Regions from separate parts of the Pan troglodytes genome. Here region 2 is linked to region 1. A link is a contact called in public Hi-C data. All regions are on one chromosome and are shown on one strand. Each heading gives the region's core, a stretch centred on a gene start, on an enhancer-like site or on the middle of the called end of the contact. The rest is flanking DNA. Distances are from core to core; before and after follow the strand shown.

What was found. A called contact is a pair of places that touch in the nucleus more often than the background predicts.
Region 2: a contact with region 1 is called in a Hi-C map of stem cell-derived neural progenitor cells, with 2.1 times the contacts expected there. The contact joins the promoter of MN1 here to the enhancer-like site in region 1. A contact is called at or near these places in 1 of 7 Hi-C or Micro-C datasets (stem cell-derived neural progenitor cells), 1 of 1 datasets of contacts at active chromatin or transcription factors (stem cell-derived excitatory neurons) and 1 of 1 other capture datasets (stem cell-derived neural stem cells).

The regions. Positions count from the first base shown.
Region 1 is chr23:29,636,105-29,643,670 of NHGRI_mPanTro3-v2.0_pri, reverse strand. No RefSeq gene overlaps it. Among named protein-coding and RNA genes, the nearest start is that of MN1, 320 kb to the left of the region's middle. Within about 2 kb of position 3,985, at least 9 of the 24 cell types and tissues checked have an H3K27ac peak or open chromatin away from gene starts, as enhancers often do. A contact at or near this core is called in stem cell-derived neural progenitor cells and stem cell-derived neural stem cells, where this site is marked.
Region 2 is chr23:29,960,834-29,968,399 of NHGRI_mPanTro3-v2.0_pri, reverse strand. It overlaps MN1 (MN1 proto-oncogene, transcriptional regulator), which reads left to right and starts at 3,819. Exons shown (of 2, transcript XM_016938877.4): 1 at 3,819-7,566.

The DNA.
Region 1 (7,566 bases), core at 2,736-5,235:
CATTTCAAGAGCTCAAAAGCCACATGCAGTTGGCAGTTTCTGTATTGGACAATGCAGACATAGAATGTTTCCATGACTGCAGAAAGTTTTTTTGGGTGTTGCTGTTCTAGAGCATCCTGGATGCTGCTTTTAAATTTTTTTTTTTTGAGATGGAGTTTCACCCTTGTCACCCAGGCTGGAGTGCAATGGCGTGATCTTGGCTCACTGCAACCTCTGCCTCCCAGGTTCAAGCAATTCTCCTGCCTCAGCCTCCTGCGTAGCTGGGATTACAGGCACCAGCTACCACACCCTGCTAATTTTTGTATTTTTAGTAGAGACGGGGTTTCACCATGTTGGCCAGGCTGGTCTCGAACTCCTGACCTCAGGTTATTCCCCCCCGCCTTGGCCTCCAAAAGTACTGGGATTACAGGTATGAGCCACCGCGCCCGGCCACTTTTAATTTTTTGTAATGATTTTTAAAAAGCAGAGACTGGAAGATGAGCAAAGGAGGTAGGGAGGGAAAAGAGTTCTTTTGAAGAGTTTGGCTATGGAGGGAAGGAGGAAGATGGCAGAATGGCTGGGGATGAGGGGGTCCAGGAAGGAGCAGGGGGACAGGGCATCCTGGGAGGTCTCTATTTGTCATGGTGGGAGATGTCTCAGAATGCCGATGGGAACGGTCAGTAGAGGGGGAAGTTGAAGGTGGAGGAGACGAGACAGGGGAAGTTGAAGGTGGAGGAGACAGGGGAAGTTGAAGGTGGAGGAGACGAGACAGGGGAAGTTGAAGGTGGAGGAGACAGGGGAAGTTGAAGGTGGAGGAGACAGGGGAAGATGGAAGGCAGGAGGCCCGAGCAGGAAAGGGGCCCAAGAGGAGGACACGGTCCCCTGAGGCCCCAAGGCCCCTACCTGCCGCCCCTCTCTAAGTGACTCCCACCCCTCACCCTTTCAGGCTCTCGAGGGAGGAGATAAGTAATTCCTGCCACGCCTGTCACAGATATTTGAAAAACATATTAATCACTTTAATAAATATTAGCTCAGAACAGCAATAAACAGTCTCCAGCATCTCCTCTCTGCGGCTGTATTACAATGACAAATATGCTAATATGAGTGTCTAATTGATTGTGTTTGAGTAACTTCCTGTATGACAGTAAGTGTTTGAGGCGGCATCACTCAGAGTCAAAGCCGACATCTCCCAAACTCTGGAACGACTCCCTCCTCCTTTCCTGCAGGATTACCCTTTCCAGGGAGTGGAATCTCTCCAAACAAAGAAATGGTAGCTCTCTTGGCTGCCAACCTGCGGAGACTTTTTGGGGACCCAATGCAGAGCTGCCTTTTGTGCCCTGGCTCCTATGGGCCGGCATCTCACATGCGACGTCTCCTTTCATCTTTGAAGCAGTTCTACAAGGTTTGGATTGTGGTCCCATTTCCAGGAAGGGAAAACTGAGGCTGTGAGGGGTAAAGAGACTCACCCAGGGTTCCTGAGTGGTGCAGCCAGGATTGTCCTGCAGGCTTGAATCCGAAACCTGTGTGTGCCCTCTCCATCTCCAAGCCAGGAGACCTCATGACAGAAACTCTGGAAACATTGGCATTGCCATTCATCCCTCACGGACAACTCACAGTTCAGTTCCACAGACAACTGGACGAGGCGAGCCTCAAATTTCCTGGGTACTTCCCTTCCGATGCCAAACAGATTCTGACCATGCAGATTCTTCTCTCATCTCATCCATCACCTCCTGCAATCCACAATATTGCTCCCTCTCACTTCGCTCCTTGCCTTGGTTAAATGTATGTTCCCGACCCTTGCACCATGCACAGGCAAGATAATTTCTGCGGTGATGGAGGCTAATCAGTGTATAATCCCTGGCTCTTGCACCCTCCTCTCCTTGCACTGGAACACTCGTCAGCTGCTCACAGCTGCTGGAGTGACCCTAAGTCTAGTTCAAGTCTGTTCTCTCTTCTCCATCCTCCTGCCTTACCTGTAGCATCTCCCTCCTGGACTCCTCTGCAGCCTGTGACAGCCCCTACCACAGGCCTTGGAGGCAGAAGACGCAGGGTCCCGTTGAAGCTCCCGCCCCTGAATGGGACAGCTTCCAGGTTCCTTCCCAACCCTCTGAGACATGATGCTTTAGGTCATGGGTTGGCAAACATTTTCTGTGAATGGCCAGGAAGTAAATATTTTCAGCTTTGCAGGCCGCGGGGTCTTTCCCGCAGCTTCTCGATTCCGCTGCTGCAGCAAGAACTGGGCCGTAGATAATACACAAATGAAGAACGTGCCTGCGTGCCAAGAAAATGTTATTTATGGACACTGAGATTTGAATTTGATAAAATGTTTATGTGTCCTGATTTATTCTTCTTTTGATTTTTTTCCCCAATCATTTAAAAAATGACTATAATTTTTAGCATGTGGACCACACGTAAAAGGACTGCAAGATGGATTTGGCCCGTGGGGAATAGTTTGGGGACCCTTGTTCTTACTGATTTATTTTTCCTTTAAAAAAATCAAAACATTTTAGTTTTTCAGTTTCCTGGCATATGGTTTGGGCAGCACTGACATGGTCTATGCAGACAGGGGAATTTGGAAAGGGAAGGGGGATTTTAGTGAACAAAAAAGACTGACAATAGATCAAGTTTATGTTGGGAGGGGAGTGACAAGCAGGCTTTAGGGACTGGGGACCTTCCCATCTTGATCCAAGTGCTGGTTTCATGGAGGCGTGGACGCTGTGAAAATCCAGCGAGCTGGGCTCTGATGACAGGCGCACTTTTTTGTATGTATATTTCACTTCAGTGAAAAGTAAAAGGCCAGGTGTGATGGCTCATGCCTGTAATCCCAGTACTTTGGGAGGCTGAGGCAGACAGAACACCTGAGGTCAGGAGCTCCAGACAAGGCTGGTCAACATTCCAAAGGCCAATCTCTACTGAAAATACAAAAATTAGCCCTGCGTGATGGTGCTTGCCTCTAGTCCCAGCTACTTGGAAGGGTAAGGCTGAAGAATCGCTGGAACCCGGGAGGCGGAGGCTGCAGGTGAGCTGAGATCATGCCACTGCATCCAGTCTGGGTGACAGAGCAAGACTCTGTCTCAAAAAGAAAGTAAAGAAAAATGAAAGAGCTGATGCTATCCTATTAGTGAGATCATGGGCATACAGGCACTCCCAGGCCATGCTGGGGACGGATAATGGAGGCCACCCCCAAGGAAGACAATTTGCTTGTGTTTGTCACATGCAAAAACAAGAACACACCTCCCAAGACCCAGTGATACCACTGGTAAGAACGTGCTCGCAGTACACACTCACACGCATGTGCAAATACTTGTGTGCAGAAGATGGGGAACACCTGAGATGTAGACTAGCTGAGTAAAAGATGGCACATCCAGAGACAGAAGACGATGTAGTCCCTAGAAGGAGGATGCTGTCATCGTACTTCTATAGAATAATCTTCCGAGGGCTTTGTGCAGTGAAAGACGGGAGTGGATACAGAAAGTCACCATTTCTTGACCTCCTGGGACCACATATATTGGCCCTGCTTGGTGGGGTCTCCCCTGTCGCAGTAAAATCTATTTAAATCTTAAGGAAAAAAGAAAGTCGCCATTTATATGTAAAAAAGAAGCACACTCACACACGTGTTCATTTTCATATATAAGCATAAAAACTTTCTGGAAAGACACACAAGAGGCATGGACATGGCTGCTGGGCTCAGGGTGGGCAGAGGAGTACAACCACACCCTTGGGGCTGTTTCATCCTTTTTATGCATGTGCCTGGTGACTTTACAACCAAGGACAAAAGACTCCTTTAAAAAGTCTAGGGGATGATTTCCCATACGCAGAGTGCCTACTAAGCTCCCAGTATTTTCCATATCCCCTCTGCCTCCGCCCCAGTGAACCCTCTGGTTTATCCCAGGGGGCCCCCCGGAGAACCTGAGACAGCCCAGCTGCTCTGCAGACCCAGCGTGCCCCGTGCTGGTCTGAGGGGCACAGCAAGGCTGGCTGCAAGTGCAAACAATGGGCAGGACAAAGAACCCTTTGTGCTTTTCCTCTAGCCTCAGCAGAGCCTCAGGACCGGGCGCTCCAGTTACAGCCCCCGAGGGCTTTCCCACTCGGCAGACGGAGCCCTAGGGTAAATATTCCTCCCAGGATCACCTGTCAGGCATGGGGGAGGGTCTCCTTGGAGCAGGAGTCGCCACAGGCCCAGTGGTTCATCCCAGCCTCCCAAACAGCAGCCCCACTGGGGATGGAGGGATGGCCCCAGTGGCGTGGTTGGAAGCAGGGCAGCTGATCGGGATCCTGGAACACCAACCGGCCAAGTGACCCAGGCAAGCAGCCTTGTGTCTCTCAGCCTCAGTTTATCTGGAAGATGAGGTGATGGTCATGCCTAGATATCCCGTGGGTAGATTGTGGTGAGGATTCAAAGAGATGATGCCCATGAGTGCCTGGCTCAATATACGGTACTTTTGAAAAGTAGGGGAGAGTGGGAATAAAAAAGGTACAGCCACTTTGGAAAACAGTGGGGCAGATCCTCAAAGGAATAAACATGCGGTTACCATGTGACCAGGCAATTCCACTCCTAGGTATCTACTCAAGAGAAGTGAGAACACATGGCCACACAGAGACTTCTACAGGAATGTTCACAGCAGCGTTATTCATAAGAGCCAAAGTGTGGACGTAACCCAAATGTTCATCAATATAAACCAATAGTCAAAGTATGGTCCACCCATACAATGGGGTATTATTCAGCCTCAAGAAGGAATGCCACACTGACACATGCCACAACATGGATGAACCTTGAAGACATTATTCTAAGTGAAGGAAGCCAGACACAAAACATCATGTACTATATGATTCCATTTCTATGAAACATTCAGATCAGTGCAATCCATAGAGACAGAAGGTAGATTTGTGGTTTTCAGGGGCTGGGGGTGTGGTGGGAGGATGGGGTGATAGCTGAGAGGAACTGAGTTTCTTTGTGGGGTGGTGGAAGTGTTCTAAGCCTGACTGTGGTGACGGTTTCACTCATATTGTGAATAGACTAAAAATGATTGAATTGTGTGCCGTAAACGGGCAAATTAAATAGTGAATTATATCTCAGTAAAGCTGTTTATCTTTTTCTTTCTTTTTTTTTTTTAAAAAAGCTTTTAAAAAGCTGTTATTTAAAAATAAAAACTTAAGAAGAGGCTCCTGGCAGAGCCAAGACCAGAAGAGTATAAGCAGAACGAGAAAGGAAAAAGGAGGTTAGGAAGAGAGGGAGGAGATAGAGAAACGTCAGGATGGTGACAGGGGGCTGGGGAGTCAGGCCCCATTTCTCTGTGGGCCCAGCCCCTGTGCCTGTCTCCTGGGGGGCAGAGAGACTGCCAGTACCGCTGCTGCCAGGGGAGTTCAGTAGTTCCTGCAAGGAGGGAGTCGGGGGGACTCCGCAAGGATGGCCCGGCCACCTGCTTGGTGTGGGCCTCTGGTTAAGCGCCTGAAACACACTCAGCCTCAGCTCCTCACCTGGAAACGGGGGCTTGTGAGCACTGCTTCACACAATAATGGTGAGGCTTGAAAGAGGTGGAGGGGGTCAGTGTGCCTGACATGTAGTAAGTGCTCATTAAATGATGGGGGGAGGGAGAGGGAGAGAGAGAGAATTTTATTGACTTTATTTCAGCAGCATCAATTATCTTTTCCCGTACGTTCCACCCGAAGTCTAAAGAAGCAATGAGGATAAAAGGCTGAGAATTAGGGAACCGAAATTCCTGGCTGTCACCTTACGGCCTTGGGCCTCAGTTTGCCTCCCTGCTGTTTTCTTCTTCCTTCTTCCTCCGTCTCCTCCTCCCCACCCTCCTCCTCCTGGTCCATTGTGCCATGCACTTGGCAGTCAATACCAGGTTCTCGCCCTCCCCTCTGCCTTCCTGGGTGTTGCTCCAGGTGTGTCACAGGTGCTTAGACATAGTCATATGAGGCCCTGGACTCAAGTCAGGAGGACCTCCCCAGTCAGGGACACACCTGGCCTCCGAGCAGTGCCCTTGTCTTCAGCTTGGCATCTGTCAGGGGCTGGGACCATCCTATCCCTGGAAAATCTACCCACCCTCTAGGCAGAGTTCCCCAAGTAGAGGAATCCCCATTGCCTTCCTTTCTGGACCCCCTGATACAGCTGCAAAAAAAAAAAAAAAAAAAAAAATTTCCCATCCGAACCGAACCGAACCGAACCGATCCGATCCGAACCGAACCGAACCAAACCAAAATGGCCCAACACCAAAAAAACAGTGACTGTTGCTTTGAATGCTGCCATTGTGTTGTGTATTTTGAAGCCACCTCTCAAGTGTTGTCTTCTTCTTTGCTGGAGCCACATTCCGACTTGGGACACTCCATCCATCCCCTGTTGATCTGAATGAGATGGAGTCTCACTATGTAGCCCAGACTGGACTGCAGTGGTGTGATCTCGGCTCACTGCAACCTCCACCTCCTGGGTTCAAGTGATTCTCCTGCCTCAGCCTCTCGAGTAGCTGGGATTACAGGCATGTGCCACCATGCCCGGCTGATTTTTTTTTTTTTTTTTTTTGTATTTTTAGTAGAGATGGGGCTTCACTGTGTTAGCGAGGATGGTCTTGATCTCCTGACCTCGTGATCCACCCGCCTCGGCCTCCCGAAGTGCTGGGATTACAGGCATGAGAGACCGTGCCCGGCTGCTTGTGAGTTTAAAACTCATCCCTGCCCACAGGCAAGAGAGGGCACAGAGAGGCAGATGAAGGAGGCAGATGAAGGGCACAGAGGATCAGGTCAAGGAGAAAGGGGCTCCTGGCATTGAATTCAACCCCAGGGGCTGGGTGGGTGTGTTTTCAAAAAAGCTCCTTCCCAGCACTCTTCATCTATATTTTTACCCAGCTTAGATTCAGCGCCTGGACCTTTGAGTTTTTCCCGACAGGTGCTGGGTCTCAGAGCTTCCCCCGGAGGGGCACTGTCTGCTGATGGAAGAAATGTGTGGAGCCCAGGTTAGCCATGATGTTGCCGAGGGAGGTGGACAGGCCTGAGGGCCATGGTCGCAGCTCTGAAGGGCAGCAGGGGTGGGGTCACAGGGGGAGCTTTGGATGTGGGGACAGCCTGGGCTAGGATGGCAAAGACTGGTATGTCCGGAGTCACACACTGGAGGTCCTGGGATGGCGGGACTCAGCCCCAGCCTCCCATTCAGAGGCCGTCCTTGGCTCCTCTGGCTGCCTCATGAAAGACAGCCCCCAGCCCAGGCAGCATCTCCTCTCCCCTTCCCCCACCCCTAATTCCCCTGCCCCAGGTCAGCCGTTATCTTTGCTCATCTCTGTTTTAAGAGGTGGCCTTCTAAGTGACCCTCCTGGGCCAGCTTCTGCCTTGCATCCACACGGCAGTGGAGGAAGTTTCAGAAACCTGATCCCACCACCCCTAGCTTACAGCCCTCCGGACTGCATCTGTCATCCCTGCTTCTGTCTGCTGTCTCTGACCTTCCCACGGGACAACTCCATGGGGCCTCTCCCCACCTCCCGTCTCAGGTGATTCACTGCTGACTTGGATGTGGCCAGCCTGACTCACATGCAGCCACAACCATGGAACATTCAGAGGCTCTGAAAATGTTCACTGAATTGAACAGAGGAC
Region 2 (7,566 bases), core at 2,570-5,069, 320 kb before region 1:
ATCAGGCTTCTGAGGCTCCGTGACTCCTGAGCACAGTGTTTTTAAGAATTAGTGGGCCTTAGGCTGGGCGCGGTGGCTCACGCCTGTAATCCCAGCACTTTGGGAGGCTGAAGTGGGTGGATCACGAAGTCAGGAGTTCGAGACCAGCGTGGCCAACATGGTGAAACCCTGTCTCTACTAAAGATACAAAAACTTAGCCGGGCATGGTGATGCACACCTGTAATCCCAGCTACTCGGGAGGCTGAGGCAGGAGAATTGTGTGAACCCAGGAGGTGGAGGTTGCAGTGAGCCGAGATAGTGCCATTGCACTCCAGCCTGGGCAACAGGGTGAGGCTCCATCTCAAAAAAAAAAAAAAAAAAAAGAATTAGTGGGTCTTGGGCTGTGTGTGGTGGCTCACGCTTATAATCCCAGCACTTTGGGAGGCCAAGGCGGGCAGATCACCTGAGGTCAGGAATTTGAGACCAGTGTGGCCAACATGGCAAAACCCCGTCTCTACTAAAAATACAAAAATTAGCTGGGTGTGGTGGCAGGTGCCTGTAATCCCAGCTACTTGGGAGGCTAAGGCAGGAGAATCAGTTGAGCCCAGGCAGCAGAGGGTGCAGTGAGCCAGGATTGCACCAGTGCCCTCCAGCCTGGACAACAGAGCGAGACTCCATCTTAAAAAAAAAAAAAAATTAGTGGGTCTTGATTCAAAGAAGTTGGAAATATATTTTTCACAAATGCAGTAATTCACACATAATGAAACAAAAGTTTCACTAGATAATTGTTGTAATATAAGGTGTACTTACTTGTATAGCTTAAGTTTTGTTTTATTGTGGTAAAATATACATAACATAAAATGTATCACTTTACCCATCTTTAAGTGCTCAGTACAGTAGCATTAAGTACCACCACATTGTTGTGTAGCCATTACTGCTATTCATCCGCAGAACTTTTTCATCATCCCAAACAGAAACTGCACCCATGAAACACTAACTCCCTATTCCGTGATACCCCGTCCCCTGGTAAACTTTAATTCTACTTTCTGTTTCTATGAGTCTTCTCCTAGTTACTTCACGTTAGTGGAATCACCCACTGTCTTTTTGTGTCTGGATTCTTTCTTTCTTTCTTTTTTTAGACGGAGTTTCACTCTTGTTGCCCAGGCTGGAGTGCAATGGTGCGATCTCGGCTCACCACAACCTCTGCCTCCTGTGTTCAAGTGATTCTCCTGCCTCAGCCTCCTGAGTAGCTGGGATTACAGGTACGCACCACCACGCCCAGCTAATTTTGTATTTTTAGTAGAGATGGGGTTTCTCCATGTTGGTCACGCTGGTCTCGAACTCCCAACCTTAGGCGATCCACCCACCTCAGCCTCCCAAAGTGCTAGGATTACAGGCATGAGCCACCGTGCCCGGCCTGGATTATTTCATTTGGCATAATGTCTTCAATGTTCATCCATGTTGTAGCATGAGTCAGAATTTCATTTCTTTCTTTTTTTCTTTTTTCTTGTTTTTGAGACAGGGTATTGCTCTGTTACCCAGGCTGGAGTTCAGTGATATGATCATAGCTACTGCAGCCTCTACTCCCTGGGCTTGAGACATCCTCCCACCTCAGCCTCCTGAGTAGCTGGGACCACAGGCATGTGCTACCATGTCTGGCTATATTTTTAATTCTTTTGTAGAGACAGGGTCTCCCTATGTTGCTCAGGCTGGTCTCAAATATCTGGGCTTAAGCGATCCTCCTGCCTCAGCCTCCCAAAGTGCTGGGATTACAAGCCTGTGCCTGTCTAGAATTTCATTTCTTTTTGTGGCTGATGAGTATTCCATTGTATGTGTATACCACACTCCCTAAATGGCTTTTTAATCTATAAATTGGTCACAATCTGCAGTTTGAAAAGTACTAAGTAGGGCCTTGCAGGATGAATAGGAGTTCATAAGACTGGACTGCAAGGGCCCTTCACTCCTTCATTCGGAAAATGAATGAAATGCAAACAGAAGTGGCCAAAACCAGGAAGAACCCCTGCTGGTTGGGTGCTCCTGATGGAGTGGGGTGGACTGAGATTCATTAAGGATCCCAGAAGATAACACTGCTGGATGTTGCGCTACCCAGACCTTGGGGGTAAGAGAGCATTCCAGTGCCGGGATTATCTGGTAGGAGTTGCCGGGGGCGGCGGGGGGCATTTCCCTGAGGATGTGGCGGCTGTGCTGAGGTGCGGCTGTGCCTTCACTGAGCAAAAAGCCCTCCAGCCATGGGCACAACCCCTGCCAGGGCCTGTGATGGGAGAAGGTGAGAAGGGCACAGTAGGGGCCAGTGCAGCTCTGGTGGAGGGACTGGGGCAGGCATGGCAAGGTCACCCGGGCTGGGCATGCAGGGCCTTGCACACTGCAGTGAGGAATTTGATCTTTATTCTCAAAAGATAGATCCACTGAATGTTCTAAGGATATGAGTGAAGGGCTGTCTGTGACCTGACTTTATCAGGTTTAGAGCCCAGCTGCTGCCCAGGTCGGGAGAGCGGTGGCCAGGGCCAGGAAGGGAGGGATAAAATGGGCAGAGATTTCAACAGACCTGGGAGTGGGCTGAATCAGTGTGGGCACTTTGTGCGTGTGTGTGTGCATGTGGACACAGGTGTGCATGAGTGCATGTACATGTGTGTGCACACCCAGCAAGCATTCAAGTTAGGGGAGCGTCCCCAGGCCTCCCTCTCTCCACCTGAGCCAAGAAGGTGCAGCGGACACGCTGATGACCAGGGTGACTCCATGCCTGGTGATACTCCCCTCCTCCAGGCCTGACCTCTGGAGCATCACTGGGTCCCGGTGCCTCTTGCTCCCACTCTCTCCCAGCTCCCTGTGATTTAAGAGGCATTTTCCTTTTGGGTGATATAGATTCCAAAATGCTGCATCCATCTCCTGGGCTTGGTGAGGCCGGCCTGTCTGAGTTATAGCAGATTGCTTTCTGCGCAGGGAAGGGGGGTGGAGGACACTGGTTTGCTCTTAACGCTCTCTGGGCTCGGAACATTTGAGCAAACATTCCTGGCCGCTTTGGAAGTTTGGAAACCCAGATGAGCTCATCGGAGCCAGAGGTGGGGGCAGCTGGCGCCTGCAGCCTGCCTGGAGCTCACCAGGTGGCCGGGTGGCAAATGTCGGAGGCTGGCAGCTAAGCCTCAGCTGGGGTGGAGGTGGCCAAGAGAGGGTGGGGCCTGCACAGCTGGGGCCTGGCCCAGAGAACCCAGGGTGAGTCCTCTCTCTACTCAGCGCTCCTTTTCCTTGCTGTCAGGGCCTTGGCGTGACAAGGCCTCCGGACCGGACCGGAGCCAGGAGTCTCAGGACCATGCAGCCAGGGTCTGAGGGGAGACCAAAGAGAGCAGGCACCTCATCAATTCAGGGCTGACCCGCAGGGAGCCACCCGCCCTGCAGGGGCCTGGCTCCATGTAGTAGCTGCCGTTTATTGAGTGTTAACTACGTGCTAAGTGCTCTGTGCTTGTTCACCCCCTAACAACTCCAGAGAAGATTATCCTCCTCATTTGACAAATGGGGAAACTGAGGCTCAAGGAGGTAAAGGGAATATGTGCAGTCGAGCCTGAGGCTGACCCTGTTCGCCTCCAAACCGCACTGCCTTCCTGCTATGCACACAACAACAATTAAATGAAGAGCTGGTAACACTGTCACAGGGCGAACGGTGATGATTTGTGAACGTTTCCAAGAATCTGATCAAATAAGCACATTACTCACTGCCTCTGGGCTCTGTTTCCTAGTTGGGTGGGAAGGGCCATTCAAAGCCCATCAGCCCCGTTGTCGTCCACTTTACAATCCCTTAGACAGTGTGACTGATAGTGGGGGTGGGAGGTGGGGTGTCTGAGGGTTCCCTGGGGGTTCCGTTTGTTTCCTTCCTGAGCCCTTTGGGCAATAAGTGTGGGATCTTCTTTTGGAGGAACTCTCCCCAAGCTCCTTCTCAAAGTGGTGTCCTGCCTCTAGGTTCCCGTCCATTAAATGGGCACACATCTATTCCTGCAGTACAATTGGTGCGAGAATTAGAAATAATCTATGGAAAGGAGTCCATCTTATGGTGAGTGCTCAGAGATGGGAGGCTGCTTTCCTCCTATCCTGGATCTCTGGAGGATGTCAGCAAGGCACCCCCCATTTCTTGCACTGGAGCACACTTCCAGGGAGCCTTAGAGAGGAGGTGCCTCTACTCGCCTCCCAGGGATGGCGTGTGACTGCTGTGCTTAACCTACACCATTTCATTCCGTCCTCACGTATGTCCTTTGCTGTAGGTACTGCTGGAAACTGATTTTACAGATGAGGAAACTGAGGCACAGAGAAGGGAATGATCCACTCAAGGTCACAGATCTCAGATCTGTGTGATGCTCTAAGCCACCCCAGCACACCCCTCTGTAAGGAAAGTGAAGAGGAATGGGGCGCTGTAGAGCAAACAGGGACGCACCTGCCACATGCCGGCTGCCGTCGCTGCTGACACATGGAGGAGCTTGGCTGCAGACTCCAGCTGCACACAGGGCTCCTTCCTGGAAGATAAGCTCAGCCTGGGTCTTGGCATTGGGGGTGGTTCCTTCCAGTACTTGCTCCTTACCTCAGTGGAGACAGGGCATGCAGCCATGGGTGTCTGAGAGGGTGGGGGACAGGAGATGCAGGTGACAATCGACAGTGTGATTTGAAAGGTGTCGGCTAATGACTGGTCCATCCAAAGTTTTCCCATCATAGATGCTTATTTTGTTCTGTTTATGAGGCTGGCTTTCCAGCGAGGTTCTCGGTGGTAATGAGCCCACATTGCTGATGGCCGCAGGGAGGGAAAATGAAGAGGTGGGGAGGGAGGGGCTTGTGAGCATGCTAAATAGGTTTGTTGAATAACCTGCTGAACTTTTGCATTTTCTGACTAATTGTGTGGTATGTGACGCTTTATGAGTGATGGCTGTTTTTTTTTTTTTTTTCCTCCTTTTTTTGCTGAATAGGGACTTTTTCAAGGGGAGGCTAACTGGGCCCTGGAGTCGCTGGGGCCTCCGTTCCAGCCTGTGGGGCTGGTTTGAGTTATTTTGGGAGCAGGGCCTGGGTTCAGCATACTTCGCTTAGAGAATGGAAAATAGAAGCTCATAGCTGGATGCCGTCTGGGGAAGAGAAACCCACGTAGATGGAGACATTGGCAGGATGGCTCTAGGACCCTACGTATCCGAGTATGAAACCAGGCCCTGCCATGCAGTCGCGATGTGGCTTTGAACACGTCGTTCTTGTACCAATCAGAGCCTCCATTCCAGAGGATAATGGAGATGCTTACTTCCTAGGGTTGCTTTCTGGATTCAGTGAGGTCTAAGAGAGCTTCTGTGTTCAGAAAAGGGGAGGTTTGTAGCATCGTTCCAATTCATGCTTTCAAGCAAGTGTCTCATTTCTGATCCTCCATGTCACAAGCTAAGCGTGTTGCTGTGCGGTTGAGATACTGGCTCTGGCTCTGAGCTAGACTCATGAAAATGGAGCGTCCCCGGGAAGGTTGAGTTGTCCAGGAGATCTGGAGGCTAGCGGCAAGCTATGGAGCCTCAGCCCCATGTGTCTGGTACCTGGGAAGTTGAAATGCCCTATGGTGGCCACAGCTCTTCTCCTGAGCAGGTAGCCCTGCCAGGCCAAGTGCGCTGGGGATACTTCTTGTTCCAGGTATCTTTTGAGGGGAAATTCAGTAGTTCCCTATACTGAAACCTTGTGATCAGACCCCAGAGACCTCAGGGGAGCAGCGAAGTAAAACAATAGAGAAAGCAGGGACCCCTCTTTAGGGCTGGGACTCTCCAGGGGCTTAGACCCAGGGCCAGGCATCAGAACTGTGGGCAAGGCGTCCTCTTTCCAGATGGTAGCCCTGGGTTTGAGAAAGGGAGAATCTTTGTGACTGATACGTGGGCTAATGGTGAAGTTGTGCTAGGCCTGGTTTGAGTTCTGGCTCTGACTCTTACTTGCCGTGTGACCTAAGGCAAGCTCCTTCACCTCTCTGTGCCTCAGTTTTCACTTTTATAAAATGGAAAAAGAATAGAACCTACCTCACAGGGTAGCTATGTAATATACTAACACTATAAAATATACTGTACATATATAATTTATATAAGTTATATAGTGGGGACTGGGTGCTTTCTCACACTTTTGCGTCCCTCACACGCTTGGAGACAGGTCGGGGGTGGTGATACTGGGCTTTGAATCTAGGAGATCTGGCTCTCATTTAGAAATGCCCCTAAACCTACCCCAACTGAGAAATGGGCAGGAGGTCCTGCTCCGCAGAGAGCAGCATCTATAATCACTGAACCAAGAGGGGACTCTTGTCTGTGCACGGGCCTGAGATGGAAGAGGCAGCAGGCACGGTCCTGCTCTGTGCTGGCTGCTTGGGTACAGACCTTAGACTTCCCCTCTCCCAAGCCCTGTTTCCAAGGAAACCAGGTAAAGATGGCTCCTGGGGCCACAGTGAAGGCAAAGAAAAGGGAGACCCTCAGGTCTCCAGGGATATTTAAAACTCACCTTGGACAATGTCTCTTGGTCTTGCTTTAAACCTTTCCATAGCTCCCCAGAACAATGTCCAAACTTTCCCACCCGGCCTTGAGGTCCTCCTGATCCTGCCCCTTCCTCATACTGCTCTAAACTCACTTCTGCTTGAACCTTCCTGCACCCCGTCTAACATGATTACTCCTCTTGGAAAGTCCTGTGACCCTATTTGGTTGTCAAACTCCTATTCTACTTTCAAAACCCAACATTGGGAATCCTTCTCTATTATCCCTCCTTCCTGGCAGTTATTTTATCCCTTACAGGTGTGTAATGTAGTCGTTTCACATCAAATAGTAGGTTTCCTTTGATCTGGCTTGAAGGCTGGGACTGTGTCTGCTACATTTTTTCTTGAGTTCCTAGACCAGGCCCTGGGATATTATAAGCATTTGGTATGTACATAATGAACAGATCGAGGAGAGACCCCGAAAGACAGACATTGTGTGTAGCAAGATAGACGAGGTGCTGTTGCTTGGCAAACAGCAGACTATAGCTCCATGAGGGTCTCATGTCTTCTGACTCTAGTCATCTGCCCTCTCCTCTGTCCCGGTCATAGCTGGGGCTTCCTGGGATTGTGGTTCTGTTCTGCATCTCCCCGCATCCAAACACAGAAGAAATAATCATGGTCATAAGAGGGGCTGCCATTTAATGAATGTCTGTCCTGTGCCGTGCTCTGTTCCACTCTGAAAGCATTGTCTCCAGTCCCTATGCTGTATATCAACTGGCCTTCATGTCTCTTTCCAACAGGGGAAACTGAGGTTCAGAGAAAAAACTATTTTGCTTAAGGTCACGCAGCTCATAAGTGGTGAAGACAAGACTTGAATCTGAGTCTGTAATGCCCAAATCCTTGACCTTTCCACCACTGGCCCACTGGAGAGGCCTGTTCTGCCGACCCCAGGTGTCCGGAGAAGTAGCTTCCCCTCCAGTCCTTCTAGGAACATTGCCTGCAAGAAGGGCTTGAGCTTCTGTGGTCCCGGTGAGTTTCCAAGCTCCAAAGGATACGGGGGTTAGAGGAAGAAGGCTAAGGATATTGCTGTATGTGTGTATGTGTGTGTGTGTGTTTGTACT